Regions from separate parts of the Drosophila melanogaster genome. Here region 2 is linked to region 1. A link is a contact called in public Hi-C data. All regions are on one chromosome and are shown on one strand. The core of a region is the stretch at or near the end of the contact, and the rest is flanking DNA. Distances in the headings are between cores, read along the strand shown.

Region 1 (6,155 bases), core at 1,425-3,924:
ATAACAAAAATATGGAGGGGGGCTGAAACAACACACGGTAATTCTTTGGCTAATTATTGTTTAGGCCAAGACCTTGCTGGCATTTTCTTTAAACAAAAGTTTTGCTTTCGATGTTTACGCTTGAGTTTTCAGCGGAATCGGTGGGTGATTATGGCATATTTGCTAGAGAACGAATTAAGGAAATATTGTGATTGTTCGATAAGGTCAAAGGGTGTGGGTGCCGGCGAGGGGTGGTGGGGTGTGTGATGACGGCACAGGCCTTCAAATTAAAGGAAATGAAAATTGGAGGTGGAAACATCGGATTTTATGGCAGAGGAAATATAAAGAATTCGTTGCAATAACTTGGGAAATGTTTTAAACAGTTAAACGAAACATGGGGAAGAAAGTTATTAGCAAAAAAAATTATTTGTATCTATGTTTCTAATCTAATAACGCAGAAAAATGATATTGATGTAAAATATATGTAATTTCTGAAATATTACACTACCTTCAAATATCAATATCTTGTTTAAGTATTGGAACTGATATTTATTCAATTATTCATGTTTGACATTTATATTGCTCATTTAATTGAAAGAATTTATTTATAAATTATAAATTTATTTATAAATTTATTTATATTTATTTATAAATTTATATTTTCAATAAATCGAATGAATTATTAGCATTTATTGAAGTTCCCGCAATATTTAAATTACGCTCCATTAATTTATGATGTGTAAGCCACTGTAAATCCTATTATTACATTTTTGTTAGCTTAATTGAGAACTAAATTTGATGAAAATTTTCAAGAACATTTTTATTTACAGCTTACTACCCATTTTTTTTTTTTGTGCTAAGTTACCCCGATGCAACTTTCAATTCCACTTGATGTTTGCTGGCAAATTCATTGAGACACTTAATAAATGTTACATATACGCCTTTCAACCACTTTAGACCCCCAACTATGCCCCCTTATCACCCTTATCAATGCCAAGTGAAGTTTACTCTCCAATTTCGACCCACACACGACACTTTTCGCACATAAATCAAGTTGACCTTAAAAAAATCAGTGAAACAAAAACTTTGTCATATCATGGCCAGCAACAACAACAATAATAACAACAACAACTGCAAGACGCCAAAGGAGGCGAGGATTTTTGTGGGCAGAAGAGGGGGTAGTGGGGTTGTTAAGGGGAGGCTGTCAAGGCTACGTGACAAACAACAAGGTGACATAAATATCCAGTTGCTCCAAAAAGGAAACTGAACTTTTTTCTTTAATGCCAAGGCAACATAGCAAAGTTTAAGGGAGCCGGGGGATGTGGGGCAGAGTGAGAGGGGAGACGGAGACGCGTTCCAAGCAAAGAAAGCATAAAGTGATACAGTGGGCACTCGCGTAACAGAACTTCAGGGAATTCCAAGTCAAAGAAAAGTGAACTTGAATTCAGAAAAAGTTGTTAATTAAATATGTACATAGTATTAACTGTTTTTAATATTGTTTGTAAATAATTTTAACAAAATATTTGAAAATCACGTTGTTTCTATAAATTTCCCTTAACGCATATACATATGTACTTAATTTTTTTTGTAGCCCAAGCATTTCCTCATAACGTTAAATGTTGGCATTACTGCGGAATTTAAATTCCGAGAATTCTCGTTTGGCGCAAAGATTACTGTACTAACCTGCTGCTGTGTTGGCTGATGTGTCGGTTGCATTGGCCAGACGAGATTGAGATTCCTGGCGGATTGTGCCGGTGGTTGTGGATGCTGAGGGGGATGGGGCGGCTGGGCGGTGAGCAGCTGATTAGAGGCGCCAAAGTGTATCATGTTGGCGGTGTGACGTCGTGCTGGCAGAGCGGGGGGCGGGGTGGCGCAGGGGGAATCCTGTTCGTTGTCTCTCTCTAGCGATTCCTGATTCTCCAGCTGCTGCTGTTGTTGTTGTTGTTGTAGTTTGGCCTCGTTTGTTGGCGGCTTCTTGGGCAATGTCAAGGCATTGTTGTTGTTGTTGTTGTTGTTGTTGTTGTTGTTGTTGTTGTTGTTGAGCGAAAGCGAACGCGCAAAAGAACTTTTGAAATAGCGACACGGCATCTGGAAATCAAAGTCAAGATCCGTTGTCTGCTGCATGTTTGTTGTGGTTTTGTGCATTTCTATTGGCTAAAACGGGATTTCTTTATTTATATATTTGAATTTTCCCTTGTGCTGCCTCTTTCTCTGCTATTTTTTTTTGTTGGTCTCTTTTAAATTGGCATTGTTGATGTTTTCCTCTTTAGCGGTATTTCCCTTTGGATTATTGCATTTTTTCACGCACCCATAAGTTCACTTTCACACACTCACGCACAAATCAATTAGTTTTTGACACTCGAAGGATTTTTTTCAATACAATTTAATAGAAATTCAATGGAAATCAATTTCTGGGATTTATTCGCGCGCGCATAACACAAACAAAATTCATAAAGCCGCAGCTAGTTTTCGTTTGCGCCCGAATTGATGAGTTTTACTGTACTAAAATCCAGAAAAATTGGGAAATATTGATTCGTTGAAATGTTGTTGGGTTTGAATTTTAGTGCGAACTGTTGTTATTAAATGTTCAAGAATAATGTTCTACTAATAAATAGCTTGTTTTTCAACTTTACAACAGTTTGCTGCTTCTCGTAATTCACGCGACTTTTCCCGGCCGAGGTGGAAACCTAACTGGAAGACCAACTGTATGTTACCGCCAAATTCGCAGACAGTTTGTGCTTGGGTCACCCTGCTTGGGTTATTATTTCGATCTCCAATGTTAATGTTAATGTTATTAACAGTAAGCTCGTTCTCTCTGAAATAAATGAATGAAGAAGTTACCAAGGCAACCGAATAAAACAGAGTCTGCAAAGAATGTCTTAACAGCTAGCTATTCTCTTAATAACAGTGCAACAACAGTAAAAAAAATATGCTTAAAAGTATGCTAAGCATTTTGTTAAACAATCGTTTTTATGTCATAAGATCAGATCGTGAAACCTAAATTTAACAAATTAAATGAAAGAAACGTCTTGAACGTATACATTTAAGTGATTTTATAGAGACTTTTTTTTTAGCTTATAGCATTTAGTCAATAGCTTAGTTAACTGCACAAGAGTCTATAATAATAAAAGTCTATAAATACATTAAATTCGTTAACATGTTTTCAAATGTAGAAATGTTAATGATTTGGCGCGCCAAGAAATTTGAAAAATGTAGATTGTATTTTACAAGAAAATATGAAAAAGTATATTAAAAAGATAAAGTTTATTTTTGTTCTTCTTTTAGTTAAATAGATTGCATCTTAGTATTCATTATAAATATTATTCCAAATGTCTTAAAATTAATTAGTTTTTATATTTTATCATGAGTAAGAAAAGGGTTTTTTTCCAGTGCAAATTTTGTTCAACGAAACTAATAATATCGGTTGAGAAATGGAAATTGTTTTACCATTCCCCCTTCTAAGGAGGCATTAGCATTCGTTCCTCCGCTGACTAATCCCCGGCCTAATTCCCATACCTTATGTGGTATCTATATTGGGGAGACAGCTTGCCAATCAATTTGATTGCGCTGCGCTGATGTTTGCCCCTGTTTATCTAGCTTAGGGGAAGGATTTTCAAGCTTTTATCATAACAGAAGTGCTTTAATTCCCTTTGATGAACATTTGTACATAACCCCCTTTTGACAAAGAACTCCATAGCTTACTGATTTCGAAAAGCATGACCCAAAACTTAAGGTCATATCATTTTACTAGTAGGAATTTAAGTATTTAAACTAAAATTGGAAGTCATCTAAAACTATTTTTAAATGTAAAAATATTAAATATTTTATGAACCACATTTAATGTGTTTTTATTCATATCAATATATTTAAATAATTTTATAATTTAAATGATTTATGATATTTATTTATTTATAGACGTAAAATATTTGATGGAATCCTTCTGCAACCTGACCCCTAGCTACTAAAATAGAAATACGGCGATTAGTCAGAGTCGTTCGTAGTGGGTACTTAGTATAGATTTCTATTTTTATGGCCCCACGATCCACTGTTGCCATGTGCGCATGCCCCTGCGACTCTCCGTTACATAAGGCTTATATAAGAGGGCCATGCGAGCGAGCGAGATGGACATATGCCGCTTGGCTCTCTCGCTGCTTCTCCGCAACTAGCCCCCTCACGCTCTGGCCCCCTGAATGGCTCCAGTGAAGATAAAGACCACGTGATTACATTCTGCCGGCTGCACCAAAAAGAGAGAGCGAGAGAGCAGAGTGAGAATGAGTACTTGAAGTTGCTCTTATTTTGATTTCCAATTTATGTCCCAATGCTCCCCCGCGCCGCCATCGAAATGATTTAATCTTTTGGAAAATAGTTTCAGTTACGCGTTGTTGCTGCGACCGTGTGTATCGGTAATCGGTTTTCAAACACTTGCAATCGATAGGAGGACACAGAGTGTGCAATGAGCGAGCCCAAGGAGAATATCATGGACTTATCCGTGCGAGGTAAGTGGTAGCGTAGGCACCTGTCCATTGCCCCCTTGCCCCTCTCACCGAATCATCGAAAGCCCCAACAAAGGTAACACGTGCATTGGCGAGAGTGCGAATCGGTTTTGTTTGCTCTGCCTCTCACTCACACTTTGTGCGCGAAAAAGAGAAAGAGCTCAAGAGAGCATTGTGGGGGCGTGTGATAGTAAGCTTTTGCACGGTTTTATTTATTTTTTTGTTTTCTATTTTGCCGTGGTTAAGCCCGCCATGTGACAAATTATTTGATTTTGTCTTCAGATTGCTACAAATTGGTTTCTTTGATTTTCTATTTTTTTTTGCTATTTCCATTTCTATGGTGATTTTTTATTTACCTAGCGGCGGAGCCTTAAGCAAATAGTAGCTTATGTACGCACACGCAAAATTAGAGTGCTTGTATATTGTGTTCGGCCTTCAATAGAAACGTCACGAGGTACAGTGGATCGAGACTAAGAGGTACCTGAATTAGGAGTGGCTAAAGGATTTCGAAGGATTTTTGTAGCATACTTTCACACACTAAATTGGGGGATCTGAAGATAGAGAAGCTGAAACAAACTTTTAATTTTTTTGCTTTAGTCTTAAAATTTATATATTTATAAATACCCAGTGCAGCCGTACTCAATAGCAATGAATAATTCGGAATTTACACAGCATGCCGTCATTAATTAGTACAATCCAGATGCCGCCTAATTGATATATTGTGGACCCCGCCCAGGAAACCCCCAAGCCCAATCAGGTTCCCACCCCTCCGACCACTTAGCCACTCCACCGAACGACTTCCCCGAGATAAACTAGTATTTACCAACCCGATCACCTGCGATCGATATGCATAGGCCCCAAAACTGACCCCGTTGGATCTTGCGTCGGCACTTGAGGCCTTTGATATCAGACTAATCAAATGTTGGGGTGCTCGATAAAATAGCGTGGATTCTTGGATTGAGCTCATTTCCCCCTATCCAGTACTCAGTTTTGGGTTGCCATGATGGACTGCTGTCCAGAATTGGTGAAATAGAAACGACGACGTCGTCGTCGACAGTTGTCGCCATTCCATAATCACAATCAATTGCACTGTCATCGTTGTCGCCGGCTTCGTTATCAGGAGGAAAGGAAAGACGAGGTTACCAGGCGACTATAAATATTTACCCTCATGATATAGTTGGGCCGCATAAAAAGTGAGTTGTGGCTGTGCGGATGGTGATTACGATGATTATGGTGTGGATGTAGGCAGGGGCTAGTTTTAATTATAAACATTTACGACACACAGTCACACAGTTGCCATCCCATTGCTCATTTTTAGAGGGCTTGAAAAGACGACCATGCATATAATAAAGATTCCATTTGTTCTCGAGCCTTTTACTTGTGAGAAACTTTAGATTTAATTATCTATATTTACAGAATGCATTTTGTAAATAATATATTGCATTTGTTTTAATCAGACAGGGAAAGTCCATAGATCTTAGATATTGGTTCATAAGCTAAAAAATTATGAACCTGAAAAATAATAATAATGAAAAGGATTCCATTTTCATAGTTCTAATATGCAACGACAAATTTTATAGTATTATTAATACCCACAGCTTCTGATAAGCCTCTCGTTGCACGCCCTTTTTTCAGTGCACCTGTTGTACCCTGATATTCATTATTTTCTAGCAACTTCTGGAT
Region 2 (6,390 bases), core at 3,860-6,359, 43 kb before region 1:
TCTCAAGTGACTGACTCATGTAGTGTGCACTTAAATTACATGTTTTTGAGCAATGCACCCATGTCGCCTTAGATAACAAAATCCTAAATATAATTTATCGCTCTCGATTCATTTACATAAGATATGAACGGAGCCCAAAATTGTAAGTCTTTAAATATATTCGTGTTCATGTGTGAACATACAAAATTACATCGCTGCGATTTTGAAAGAAAATTCTTATGGCGCATATTCAGTGATATTTTCTGTTTAGCAATGGCGTGACATGAAAAACGAAAGTTAATATATTATTCGTACGTATTAGCTTTGGCTTGACTTGTAAAAGCAAATCATAATAACAAAAAATAAATTCAAAAAAATGTCGAAAATTATTTACTGTAAATAAAGACTCATAAAATAGCAAATGCCTTCAAGTTATTATATGAATCTGGGTATAAACAAATGTCACAGCTTTATTTTTGGTATGTGGTATTAAATACTTAACTCGGTTTCTTTAAAAACCGATTTCTAAAATTAATTGTAGGAACTCCACACATTAAAATAATTTTGTATTTTGTTTTTCAAGTCGCTCCTTTCAAAGCGACCGTTAAAAATTTTCAAATACCAATGCGCGAAATACCGGATCTTAAATACCCGCTGTAACGTGTTTTAACAAGTTGGGCACACTGGACTTCAAAATAGGGGAACCCCAAAAAAAGCTTATACGCATACATATTATCTTGTTAAAGTCCGGATTCATAAAATGATTCGTCACACTTTATTGCACTGATTACTTGAGTGTACTGATGACTTGATTGGCAATTTATGTGTTCTTAAAGTAGACAAATAAGATAATAAATGCAATGACAAAGTGCGTATTTGGTATGAAAACTTCAAAGCTTAAAACAATATATACATGCTATATCGCTCTCTACATCACAGACCTAAAGGATATACCAATTTCGTTGTTTCTAATTGTGTATGCAACAGATAGGTGGAAGTGATTCCGACTTTCATATCAAGCAAGCAGGCTCTACTACCAACCAGTGTTGTAAATTTCTTTCAAAACCTTTCTGTCTTGATGTTTTTCCATTTGTTCGCTTGTCAGTTTCGATCGATAGGCGCCACGAATTTCCACGCCCACTTCTATGCCAACAGCTATCTGATAGTCGAGAAAATCGACTATATCCCATGCTAATGTGTAGTCTTTTACCAAATAATGTGTACAGCAATTTGTTTTGTTCATGAAATTTATTAATAAGGCATTTTAATCAAAACTGCAAGCAGCTTTGCCTTGCCGGGATTCATTATTGGAAGCAATTTTGATTTAAAGGTTGTTAATAATATGATAACCCACTCTAAACTTTGTATTCGCTGTCATTAACATCACGTTTGCCTTGGCAATTTCCAAGTTCCGCTTTTGGTTCTCCTCATCCAGTTTCTTCAATTTCTCAATGTGCTCCTCGATCATCTTGGCGCGAGCTGGATCCTTTTCCATCCTCATTTCGTGCTCGAGCTCCATAATTTTCAGTTTAAATTGCCTCTTCTCCTTGTCGGATTCCACCACATGATTCATTGCAATGGCACCATCCATTTTTGTATGCAGCGATTGATATCAAGTTGTCTTTGCACGATGTGTATTGACTGAATGACTACCACTGCGTTCGCAGCGAACTTTGCACAATGAATGAAATTATTTTTTAAGAACGGTCACTCTAAAGTACGGGGATTCCCTCAATTACAATAAAATTTCTGGAATTTAACGCATGCTGAAAATCGCTGAAGTCGAAAATGAATGACACATACGAAGTAATGTATTGTTACAATGATATGAACTAATTATATTCTTAATATTTGTTCACATTCGTTGTAAATGAAAAATGGTAAATATACCAGAGAGCTTAAAAAGTCTGATACACCAAGACATGATTCTGGAATGAAACTTTTCACCACTGCCACCAACCGGTCACACTGCGTCCAATCAGCTGTTGCCGGAACTTATTTATAGCCTGCGTTCCACAGATGGTAAATCCATCCAGGATCGCCCGAATCGATGGCATCTCTGAGCGAAACACTTCGTAGCCACTGGCCCATCGCTTTGTTCGGTGTGATCCTCTTCGTGGCTGGGGGCACGGAGCTCTACTGGAACGAGGGACGAGCCGTGCACAATATGATGGCGCTGGACGAGGCACACGCCGACATCTACTCGGTGCGCTTCACGGAGGAGGAACAGGAGGTGGGCCTCGAGGGCAGAATCGTTCACCTATCCGGACCCATTCTCGTGGGCGAACCGCTCACCGAACCCGACTACAACATTCAGTTGCTGGCGGTGAAGCTCCGGCGACGCGTCCAAATGTACCAGTGGGTCGAGGAGGCGGTGTAAGTGGTTGTGGCTTCCAACGTTCCAACTAACTCTAATTCCAAAACCTACGCAGCGAGCACAACTACGGCGACAGCGTGGGAACGACGCATTCGGACTCCCGCACCTACTATTACACGCGGGAATGGCGTGATAAGATCGTGGACTCGCGAAACTTCTACAACCGCCACGGACACACGAATCCCAGTCACTTTCCCATCGAAAGCCACGTTCAGGTGGCGGATGCCGTCTTCATTGGACGCTATGAACTGGGTGCGGAGGTGAAGGAGAAGTTTAACAACTACCAGGAGCTCACTTCGGACATTCGGCCAGAGGATAGTGGCGTCAAGCTGCATCTGGGCATATATTATCACACCAATGATGTGTTCAATCCGGAGGTGGGTGACCTGCGCCTGCTCTTCAGCTTCGCGGGAATGGAGGGCGAGGTGTTCAGCGTGGTGGGCAAGCTGTCGGGCAACAAACTGGTGCCGTACATAACCTCCCGTGGCGTTCCAGTGCTGCTCGTCTATCCGGGTGGGCTCAGTGTCCAGGAAGTGTTCCGGTTGGAGGCTCGTGCCCAGGTCTTGCACACCTGGTGGTGGCGCTTCGTCGGCTGGCTGCTGATCTTCTTCGGCGTCACCTGCAACACCAAAATCCTTCGTCTGCTGTGTGAGTCCTGTATTTTCTAAAAAAATTGATCTCTTGTACTAAATGGTTATATCTCCTCCAGTTGTACGGGTGCCGCTATTGGTGGCCTTGGCACCCGATCCTCAGTTCCCGGTTACGGGCAACCTACTCATCGCATTTTCGCTAGCTCTGACCATTGCGGCAGTCGCCTGGATCCTGCATCGTCCTGTGATCGGCGCCTGCCTCTTACTGGCTGGCGCATCGCCTTACGTCTGGTTCACCCGCAATCTGGTCGACTACCATCGCCTGGACTAATCCATTTCAGAGTCATCTCAATATTATTTACAGGTTTATTTATTGTTGATTTTCATTGTTGAGCCAAATTGATCGCATTTGCCATTTATCCCTCGGCCAATAAAAACTTAACACTTAGTAACTAAACTAAAGTTAGAACTCCCTGATGCCCGCACTGGTGGTGGTGCTGCCCGGTGGCCCACCTCCTCCCCCGCTTCCGCTCGCTCCCGACACATTGGGCTTGGATTCGCTGGAGGTGTGCACACTGGGGCTCTGTGATTTGTCCTGCTCCTCGTGACCATTTGGCGTTTCTTCGTAGCGAACGTAGGGTTCGAAGCTGTTGTTGATTTGCACAGATCCGCGATGCAGATTGTTGGACTCGGCCTCGAAGAGAATCTCGTTGATGAAACGTTCGGCCAGAAGACGCTGCTCGCGCGGCAGTCGCTTCAGTTTGTGCGTCCAGGTGCGGGCGATGGACTCCTCCTCCGGATATGTGCCAGCCAAATACTCGCAGGCTATGTTGAGTAGTTCGTCGGTGTTGTGGGCGGTGCCTGTTGCCCCAGGACCGCCAGTAGATCCGGCTCCTGCTCCCGTACATGGCGGCGTTTGCCTGGCTCGCTTGCTGCTCCCATAATCCACATGGTTGGTTGCTGGCGGTGGCGGTGGCGGAGCTCCAAATGATTTGTGAAACATCTCGGAAATGTTGGGCGTCTGACCACCAGCGCGTGGTGCTGGATAATGGAGGGCTGCTCCCTGGCTCTCCAGAAACGCACTCGGGCAATTGCTGCTCTCACCGAAGGCGAAGTTGGGCTCGTTCTTAAAGGCGGGATTGACGGCTAGAAACTTCTCCGAGTTGCGCAGAAAGTCCAGCTCCTGAAAGGTCCAGCAGCGTGGACTGTGGAGGCTGCCCGATCGCAGGGCACTCTCCACCACCTTCAGCTCCTTGCGGTAGTTCGTGCGCAGTGTGTTGATCTTCTTTTTCACATCCTCCACGGTGGCGTCCCGCTTGAGATAATGGTATATGGGCACCAGGCGCAAATAGGCCTCCGCCCGCTTCTCCCGATTGGTGTAGTCCCGCAGCGATGTGTCCCACAGCACGGGCAGATCCCTGTATGTCTGGATGAAGGCGCGCAGATAGTGTCGGTTCTCCTCCGCTCCCGACATCACCTTCAATCCGTGCGGCGGCGTTTGTGGCAGCATTTTGCGCGGATCTCTGGATTACCCTCTGCCAATCCACGCCAGCTGCAGTCCTTGGCTATCTTCACCACTTCAGCGAATCCTGGATGGACCTATTGACCAACTGTCAATGCGAACGAACTGTGTTTGTTGTAATTGCGCGTTTGACAGATTGTTTGCCATATTGACGTAATGGTTGTGTGCGAGTGTGCGTGAGCGTGAAGATACAGCAACAAGTGCGGACGTAGTGGCAATGCTTGTCACTGGTATCGATACTTCGCCAGCAGTATTTATCGGTCAACTCGTTGTTATCAAGCGCGTATATTTAAACAAAGTAGCACAAAAGCAAGTAGTTTTAGGCATTCATTTATTAAATATATGAGCAAGCATACATAAAATTAACTGTAGCTTATATAGCTTGCATGAAAAATATGATTGGAGGCTACAACTGCAACAATAGTAGGATATTACCAAATTTAATTTATCGACAGGCCAAAAACAACTTAAACGAAGAAAACAGTTCTAATTGATTGTTAATATAGTGCAGCTTACAACTATTTTATAGCCATAGTCGTTTAATTTAGTTATATAGCATTACAGGGAATACCTTCAACCCCTTGCAAGTGTGACCATTATTTAGCGCCGATTGATTCTGGTATTTCGTTCATCACATTTGCGCGTATTTCTTGGCGCCCCCGCGACGGTTACACTGCGCGGCACACTACAGCGAAAAAAATTCGAAACAGACGCGTTTGTCCGTTGAGTTTTGATTTGTGATTCCGACGCGCAGCCGTTGAGCGCAATTCGCTTACATTGTTGATCATTTTGTTGGTTAAATTGCTAAAGCAGGTACGCGGTATCGCTAACAAGAGGACGAAGAACCGGGCGACGCTGCCTATGCGCGTCTGTGTGTGTGTGTTTTCGTGAGCCGCCGCTTTTTAATTAAATAATAAATAAATTGTAACAAAAAGTAGAAAAACAAACAAACATGGAAATGATGCGCGCTAAATGCATGAAAACAGCGTCCAGTTAATGAAAGTAAACGAATCGAGTACAAACGAATTATTTGTCTCCTTGTGCGTTCGTTCTATTGTGTTTCGAGTTCTGTTGGTGTGTGTTTTTGTGTATGTTCCACGAGTTGTTCGCCTTAAAAAAGTAACTGCAGAAGATCCATGGAAATGGAGACCATTGAAGAGCAATCGAAGTGCGGTGAGTACTGAAAGAGGGCGCGGGGCGTGGCAGCTCCAAATGGCCGGCGAATTTATCATTTTTCAATGTCGCCCAAAGGGGTTGGGTACGGGGTAAAACCACATTCGGGGCCAAAAGATCCTCATAAAAAATGTCGCTGCCAGCAAATGCAAAAAAATAAAATGAAATAACAACGACTATAAGTACATCTTTGTGTGTATTTGTGTGACTAAAAAAGCAACGGCATCGTGTCGCAGATATTTTAATCTTTTTTTCTGAATTTATTTCGGTGTAGAAAATATTTATCGCATAAATGCGAAATGCCTCCCTCTCTTCATCATCGTTTCCCCTCACTCTCCCTCTCTTCGGCGACACTGTACCGACAGCAAGAACAACAACAACAACTGAGGCGCCCTAACTGTTGTGAGAGTAAAAAGAAAGGACAAGCAACAACAATTTAAGCGATCAGTTCCTGTTATCATTGATGCGAATTCAGCCGTTTTTAGCCATGGAGTTGTAGCTATAAAAGAAAGTAAACAAGAAACTATCGAATCTTAAAAAAGTAAACAATTAACAAAAGATAGATTTAGGTATTGATGGGAAAGAGAAATCTCTGCTATAAAGTTTTTATTATATTTTTAACATTTTTATTTAACTAAAAACAAAATTGTTTCTAGGCAATTAAAATTGTTATACTTTCCATAAGCCTACGATTTCCGCAACGAGAACGTGTAACTGCAAATACCACACAATTTCAAAGGTTATTGCCT

What was found. Hi-C and Micro-C count contacts between places; a contact is called where the count stands out from the background.
Region 2: a contact with region 1 is called in a Hi-C map of the Kc167 cell line, with 3 times the contacts expected there. A contact is called at or near these places in 63 of 107 Hi-C or Micro-C datasets (the D17-c3 cell line, the Kc167 cell line, the ML-DmBG3-c2 cell line and 24 more) and 3 of 7 datasets of targeted methods (all in the Kc167 cell line).

The regions. Positions count from the first base shown.
Region 1 is chr3L:7,865,561-7,871,715 of dm6, reverse strand. CG32365 reads right to left here and starts at 2,674. Exons shown (of 5, transcript NM_168240.2): 1 at 2,613-2,674; 2 at 1,663-2,133. The coding sequence starts at 2,124. It overlaps Pdp1 (PAR-domain protein 1), which reads left to right and starts at 4,347. Exons shown (of 5, transcript NM_168233.3): 1 at 4,347-4,475. The coding sequence starts at 4,433.
Region 2 is chr3L:7,910,673-7,917,062 of dm6, reverse strand. pbl (pebble) reads left to right here and starts at 5,109. Exons shown (of 11, transcript NM_168241.3): 1 at 5,109-5,641. The coding sequence starts at 5,605. CG8281 reads right to left here and starts at 4,600. Exons shown (of 1, transcript NM_139904.2): 1 at 3,300-4,600. The coding sequence starts at 4,456. The coding sequence ends at 3,410. It overlaps Tmem43 (Transmembrane protein 43), which reads left to right and starts at 1,943. Exons shown (of 3, transcript NM_139905.4): 1 at 1,943-2,355; 2 at 2,412-3,004; 3 at 3,066-3,399. The coding sequence starts at 2,030. The coding sequence ends at 3,277. syd (sunday driver) reads left to right here. Exons shown (of 14, transcript NM_001300046.1): 14 at 179-413. It also overlaps lncRNA:CR32368.